2 separate regions of the Danio rerio genome follow, and region 1 is linked to region 2. The links are chromatin contacts, called in public Hi-C maps. All regions are on one chromosome and are shown on one strand. The core of a region is the stretch at or near the end of the contact, and the rest is flanking DNA. Distances in the headings are between cores, read along the strand shown. Region 1 holds the start of cpsf1 (cleavage and polyadenylation specific factor 1). Region 2 holds the start of ctdp1 (CTD (carboxy-terminal domain, RNA polymerase II, polypeptide A) phosphatase, subunit 1).

Region 1 (4,035 bases), core at 907-3,406, 100 kb before region 2:
GCAGTAGAATATGGAGACAGATGAATATAATTGGGTAAATGCCAAGCTAGTGTTGTTCCCAAACGTCCGGTGATCTGTTATTGTGTTTTTTTTTTTCATTTTATACGGTTGCTTTTACAGCATTCATGTTGTAATGTAATTGAAATACATTCAGTTAAATAAACTTTTGGCATTCATTTAATTGTTCAAGTGTAAAACGAGACAAAAGGCCTTTTACTCGTCCGTCAGGATCGGCAGGCTAGGGCAGAAGCTCTAATGGATATACTGTGGTAAAATAAATGCTCATATTATTAAGACATGGCGGGGAAAATGTAATTTAATGCAGTGCTTCTTGTACAATCTGAGACCCACTTTATATCGGATACCATTTAGCCAGTGGAGATCGCTGTTTTTCAAAGAAAACAGACCTTTAACGCGCAGATTTTCACCGGAAGCGCTTAACCCAGATAACTGGCAAATTAAAAGTCCTATTAGCATGCTTCGGCATATACCCTATTTACCCTATCTTTAATGTTTTTAAATATCATTCGTTACATTCCCCTATAATGATTACAGAATACTACATTTCAGGCCCTTAGCCAGGATGGGTTCGGGTGGTTTGAAAGACCCACCCCTCCATGACAAAGGACCAGAATTTGTCCCATACATGAGCTCATTTGTCTCATTTTGACTGCTATGCCATCATGAATAGTGAAATTAATCCATTGAAAAAGGCTTTGAGACCAAGCAAAATGCTATATGCAAATTTATTTGAAAACTACTATGGCTATTATTGATATCCATGTAATTTCAATCAAATCAAATATACTTTTTACAAGAGAGGCTAGAAAAATCATGAGGCTCTTTCTTTATTGTTATATATATATTTTTTTTTATTATTCAAATAGCCAAATTCTGACTGAGGACAGTTGAATGTTCTGGCCAGTTTGTAGGCTAAGGGTACATTGGGCTACAGTTTTTAATGTAAAACTTTAACAGATTTAATTTTTTTTATGATTTATAATGTAATAAATTTGTATTTTAAAAATAAGTATTAATTTTTCTTCATTCAAAATCTTTAGGAAATATTTTGGTACATTAAATGTGTCATTATGATGACAATCTAACAAGCCAATGCAGCTAAAATAGTGCTTAAAACATCGCTAAAATACAGTGTTATATCTTATACATTATAAATGGGGTGAATAACTGCAAAAAGGTCCACATTTTGAGAAAAAGAACATCCAGGCTGGCTACGGCCCTGCGTTTTAAGTCGAGGTCAACTCAGAACGCCTCTGATTGGCTATTTCAATCCTAAACTCAACAGCAGCGCGTGTGATTGGTTAAAAGTAAACGGCGCTGCAAATCCCTAAATGAGCGCTACCACAGAAGCTCGTGTAACTGTTCAAGAGTTTTTTTGCCGGTTTATTTTAATTATGTGGTGGAGTTTTTGTTCATTTTGGTGGCGTTTGCCACAAACAAACATTAATTTCCTGCTTTAGGTAGAAGGGATAATAAATTCAAAATAGGTTACGTTTGACTGAGAAAGCACCCGCTTTATCAGCGCAGTTAAGTTGGTTTTGTTTTCGATATTCCTGACACATTTAGTGATAGACGGCAATAACTCAAAAACCTCTTACCCTAAAAGGATCTAAAGTAATATCGAAAACAAAACCAACTTAACCGCGCTTTAATCATCTTAGCCTAAAGTTTAGAAGGGATAAGTTACAGCTACACACATCAATTTAGCCTAATTTCTTTGACACTGTACAACAATATATATATATATATATATATATATATATATATATATATATATATATATATATATATATATATATATATATATATATATATATATATATATTATTTACATTACTGTGAGGGTTTGTTGAGGGTAGATGCAAAAAAAATTACACTTTAATTGTAATTTAATAAATAATGTGAATATTACATATCATAATTGCAGTTTTTACATTACTGTGATGGTTGGGTTTAGGGTTGGAGTAGTGGTAGACGTTAATAAAATACAATTAATTGATAATTTGATAAATAATCATATTCTAAATAATACTCGTTAACTTCCTACCGCAGCTGAATCTTTTCTAGTAACAACAAACAAAGCGCCAGGAACTCAAGTTTCGCACATTGGCCACACCGGACTCGTTTGAGCGCCGCACTTCTAGCGCGAGTCGTTCTGGGATGTGTAATGAATGAGAAAGTGCTGTCCAGTGTGCTGATAATGTGCACTTTTTAATGTCTGCATTCATGAGACCCAGTGGCCAAAGAGCATAACAATCGTACACTTATTCTGTGGTATGTTCGAGTTTATTTATGCGTATCTTCACTTACTTTTGTTATTGTCAAATATAGCTAGCTAGCATATTAGCGTGAGGTGCAAATAATATCAACAACATGTTCGAATAGACAAGGGAAACCAATAACTCTCTACAATAAATCAGTAAATATGTGTTTATCAGTTATGGAGCAGTTAGAAGATGTGAAGTGCTGCTGTGGAGTTTGTGAAGAGTCAGACATGACGCATGAAGCACTACGTTAGTGTTGACTGTGTGTTTGGTTCATAAGGTGCTGAGAGGAGCCGCTGATCTTCATCATGTACGCGGTGTACCGTCAGGCTCACCCGCCCACCGCAGTGGAGTTTGCCGTTTACTGCAACTTCATCTCCAGCCAAGAGAAAAACTTGGTGGTGGCAGGAACATCTCAGCTGTACGTCTACAGGATCATTTATGATGTGGAGGTGAGGATGGAGAATGACGGATTCAGTATCTTAGTCAGAGCCCCTAGTTTTTCAGTTTTTGTGTGTGATTTGTTTGCAATAAAATGACAGATTTTGTGGTGGTAATTCTCAAATATTTGCGCCCAATTTTGTGATAAAAAATATATAGATATAAATATAATGATTTTATATATTTGATATCTTATTTATCATATTAGCATGTTAAATGTGCAGTCGGACACAATGACACAAATCAAAACAGTTAAGTGATAGGGATTAAGCCAAAGAAAGGTTGTGTAACTCGTATTTTTATCCACGATCTTACTTTCTCTCAGATGTCACTCCCCAGAGCATCTGATAGCATGTACCTCACTCAGGACATGCATTGGGACTTCTCTCACTGTTATACACCTAAATCACGGACTGCCGTAAAACTCGTCAATGGCAGGGAAGCGTTTTTTTCATGCAGGAAAAGAGTCAAACGAAAACATTTATCAATTTGACACACATCATTAAACCAGCCATACATGTACAGCACAAATAATGTCCTTCAATTCGGTCTCATCCAGCGGCTGTCATCCTTGAACCAATCTCCAGCATTTCAAGCTGCTTGCGTTTCTGTCTGTTCCACCGCTCTGTTTGTTAGATGTTTGCTTCCACATTCTTTTGCAGTCTGAAGCGCATCAAAATGCCCAATTAGTACCATATTTAAGACACTCAAACTTCATCCGTGTCTGTTTACTGCAAAGGCTGCAAAACCCTCCACCCCATGTAATGTAATGATTGTGAGGGCGCAGCTGAGACGTCATTTTTCGAGAGACACTCAAACGTCATGTGCGCTGCGTATGCAACGTCTATAAGTAAACAATTAATTGCAAACAAATAAATATAATTTGATAATATGTTTGGAATGTGAAGTTTTATGAGATTATTTGCATTTTTTGTGATTATTTTGCATTTAAATGAAGAATTTAGCAGGATTGCAGAAATTTTTGTTGATGACTGCAAAGTCATGAAAAACTAGGGGCTCTGCTATGTGAAGCTGTGACATGAGATATACACATGTAGAAATATCTTTTACACTTTCTGTATTTTGTGTTTTCTGTTTATTTACGGTTGTGAATTGTATTATGGGATTATGGAATCTCTGCACTGTCGACTTTGGATGTTGAAAATTCAAATCTACATTGTAACAAAGTGACTTTTATTGAAATTTTAGTAGTTTGAAATAATATGATGTATGAGTAATAATGCCAATATATTACAAGGTTTTTGTTGCATAATATAAAACACCCACGCAGACAGTATATCATTTTAGA
Region 2 (3,933 bases), core at 59-2,558:
AAAAAAATGTATTCTCTCTGTTAAACAGAAACTGAGGAAAATATACAGGAGGTCTAATAATTCAGAAGGGCTGACATCAACTGTACATAGCTGGGGTGAACTTAACCAACAAGGTAAGCAACTGCTTAGGGCCCCAGGGAAATAAAGGGCTCCCAGCTAATGCCAAGAAGCCTATTTTAATAATCCTAAAGCTATTTTACAATTTTTTTCTATCATATGTTGTAAAATCTGTTCAGAACCATTAAGATTTTACCATTATTACTTCTTTTCTAAACCAGGGGCCCCCATGAAAAGTGGAACGTTCCATTCATACTGCACTTAATAGAAAATATTAAAATCTAATCACAAATCACAAGTAAGGCTAATTAACTGTACATAGCTTGTGAGCTTGTTTTTTTATTTGTGAATTTACTTCATTTAATTTTATATGCAGTTTATACGCACACACACACACAACCCTGAATATAAAGAGAAAAAAATATCTATAAAGTTTTATTTTTTTTTTAAAGAAACTGTTTTAAGTTTCAATGCTAGGGCCCCTAAATCACTATATCCGCCTCTGTACATAGGACAAGTGCAATCCTGTCTGTGAGTCCATGCTATCTGAAAGATTGATGTAATAAAGAAATATACAGCAAAATGAGTAATCCTCTTTGGTAACTTTTTAAATGAATGAGTAAGTTTTACATTCAAGCCGAAATAAAACAAAAGTGAAATCACTCCCTCACATGAAGCTAAATGTTTACATGCTGCGATGACGCGCGGTCTAATCCCCTGACAGCGGATGGTGTGATGATGATATTTCATCAGATTACATCACAAGCCAGGGGTTTGCCTGTCTCAAACGGGGGAGGGGACGCATAAAAACAGTTTGCTATAAATGCTTAAGTCAGATTTTCTCTGAAGCAGCAGTTTGACTGTAACTGTTTCACCAGTTTGACTTTAAATGTTTCATCTATTTCTCACGCGTTTTTTTTAATATTTAGCCAAATATTTATGCGCATAAATGTTGTCATTATTTTATTACAAACTAAAACAGAATACTCTAGGGTAACGACAGTTTTTTTTTTAAAGAGGGTTATTAAAGTCTCCCGGAAGTGGATAGAGTGTCGCTCGTGCTGCAGCCTTGTGTTTCCTGTTTACGGGCGGGAAGAGTGAACCTGCGTCTCAGCCTGTCCTGCAACAGAGCTCATTTTTATCTCTTCATTTCCCTGCGCGCCTCTGGATTATTTTCAGAGCTATTTACTACTTTTATTAACTCTCCCCAAGCGCTTCCTGCGGCTCTCTGACTGAAGTTTGAAGCCCTGATGGAGGAGCCTGCAGACTCCGGCGGCGGTGCGGCAGCAGAGGGCCCCGTGGTGCAGGTGACGGAGATCCGCTGCCCCGCAGGAGCTCGTCCCCTGCGGCTGCTCGAGTGGAAGGTGAAACCCGGAGCTCTGGTCAACGTTGACTCCGTGATCGCGGTATGTGCGCCGATCCCCGCCGAAAGCGAGTCCAGAGCGCCCGAAAAGAAGCTCAAGTCGGACCGCGCTGGAGTTGTGCAGGAACTGTGCTGTCAGCTCGGGCAGGTCATCGCGCCTGGGTAAGACACGCTCTCATGACCCCGTTGATATCCCAGATTTCACGGCTGACATTTACGCTTTTATTTCCAACCCTTGCTTCTGAGCTGAGCGTGCTCGCGCTAAGCTAAAGTGGCACGCGCACTGGCGCTCACGCTGAGCTCGTGACAGCAGCATCTCAACTTCCACGCGCCCGGTGTAAACATGTTTAATATCATGTAAAGGTGTTTTACGGGATTGTTGTTATACCAGGCATAAAATGTTCGTATTAACTGAAAAATATGACTGATTATATCTTGGGAGATAAGCTCTGATAACCCCTAAACTCTGTGTATACATGGCAAAACAAGAGTTGGGGGAGCGGCCCGCCCTTTTTACCCAATCAGAAACGTTCTCTCTCTGTCAGTCATTTGGTGCGTTGTAGTTTGGTGCATTCGGATTGGCTGGTACGGTTGTAGAGGGCGGAGATTTGGAGTGAGGGTGTGTCGTTGAAAGCATGGAGGCGGTCTGAATAATTCAGAGAACTCTAACGTTAGTAGTGGAAGAGAAGCGTGCAGAGTCATCCAGGATTTCCACGTGCCTTATTGTTATTTTTTTTGCACCACATGGTTGTTGAAAAAAGTTTGAAGTTTTGGGATTAAGCAGCCCAGAAAAGTATTATTTTAGTTATTTTTATTAATGCATATAACTGACAAAGCATAAAGGATTATATGATAACATATACAACAGTCATACAAAACTTAGTGATGCAAAACATACATTAAAAAAAAACTACATTATATATATGGGGGCTTTATCATATTTAAATTATTAGATTGTTTAGATTTTTTTCGTTATTAGAGAGGTTTTTATAGCTTTCATGTAATTGAGGTCAAAGAATTATAAACTATTTTTAAATCTTTACAGAAAAAAAATAAAGGAGGGAGTAATAGACGTTACTTTTGCCTTGTATATGTGAAAATTCCCAAGAAAAATGTTCATTATCGAGTGTATCGAGTGTATCATAGCCAGTTTTACAATTTAGAAAAAGAATCATGCATTCGTCAAAGTGAATTATTTTGTTAAATGAATCAAAAGTCAACCCTGAAACCTGTTTCCAAAAATCATCAGAAAATGTACAAGTACGAAATAGATGTAAAAGACTTTCAGGCTCAGTGTTACAAAAACAGCCTTGATACTGAAATGAGAGTTTTGTCGTCATTATATATAAATATAATATTTTATTATTATTATTTTAGCAGTAGTAGTATTAGTGGTAGTGCTATTTTCTTTAGTTCATGTTTATTGGAATCACGTGACGCCTTGACAATTTTTACTTTTAAATCATTACTTGAATTAAATGCAGAACATGCTTAAATAAGCAAAACAAACTATATAAAACAGATAAAGCTTACACACAGAGTTCATTGTTAAAATGAATCTTTAAAAAATGCTAAATATTTACAGAGTAGTTATAGGAGATTTAAGATCTTCAGTCTCTTCTAATCCTGAAAATATGAAGCTGAGTATTAAGGACAATCTGCGTTTATGTATAAAAAAGGGATAGGCTGAAATAGGATTCTGATGGGAGGTTTTGCAGTATTGTGATTACTGTTTTAAAATATGCTCTTTTTAAATGTCTGAGTAAAAAACAAAATAAACTTTTTTTGCCTTTGAGTATTTGTCAATTGCGTGCAAATAAATTCTTAGAATCAACAGTTGTGTGTTTTAAACCTTTAAATGATACCTTCTCTGTGATGTTGTAAACACCATATTGTTTTTCGCTTCCTCTTGCTTGATTGGATGTTGTGAGCACATTTTTTTTGTCTGCATCTTGGCAACAACCCGTACAGTGAAGAAACAGCAACATCAAATTGAGGCTAATGTCTTGGAAGCAGACATTTATGTGGGTACAACACATTGAAAAAAATGTAGCAAGGTTTTGCAGTTTGTCGTTATTTAGGCAAAGCAGCCACCTTCTGTTAAATCATTTAGAACTGCAATAAAATACCTGCAAAATTTTTTATACGGCTTTTTTGTTTCCATAACACTTAGAATTTATTCAACATTAAAATACATTTATTAACATTTTTAAAAATTCTAAATTAATGACACATTATTTAAAATGTGTGGCTAAGAAATACAGTTGAAATCAGAATGATTAAACCCCCCCACTGAATTATTAGACCGCTTGTTTATTTTTTCCCTAATTTCTGTTCAACGGAGAGAAGATTTCTTCAACACATTTCTAAACATAATAGATTTAATAACACATCTCTAATAACCTATTATTTTATTTTTTTCATGATGACAGTAAATAATATTTTACTAGATATTTTTCAACACATTTCTATACAGCTTAAAGTGACATTTAAAGGCAGGTTAGAGTAATTAG

Evidence for each region. A called contact is a pair of places that touch in the nucleus more often than the background predicts.
Region 1: a contact with region 2 is called in a Hi-C map of hematopoietic stem cells, with 3 times the contacts expected there. The contact joins the promoter of cpsf1 here to the promoter of ctdp1 in region 2. A contact is called at or near these places in 2 of 18 Hi-C or Micro-C datasets (caudal fin and hematopoietic stem cells) and 1 of 4 datasets of contacts at active chromatin or transcription factors (caudal fin).

What each region holds. Positions count from the first base shown.
Region 1 is chr19:13,052,593-13,056,627 of GRCz12tu, reverse strand. It overlaps cpsf1 (cleavage and polyadenylation specific factor 1), which reads left to right and starts at 2,156. Exons shown (of 38, transcript NM_001114681.2): 1 at 2,156-2,295; 2 at 2,566-2,737. The coding sequence starts at 2,594.
Region 2 is chr19:12,947,665-12,951,597 of GRCz12tu, reverse strand. ctdp1 (CTD (carboxy-terminal domain, RNA polymerase II, polypeptide A) phosphatase, subunit 1) reads left to right here and starts at 1,308. Exons shown (of 13, transcript NM_001002873.1): 1 at 1,308-1,582. The coding sequence starts at 1,308.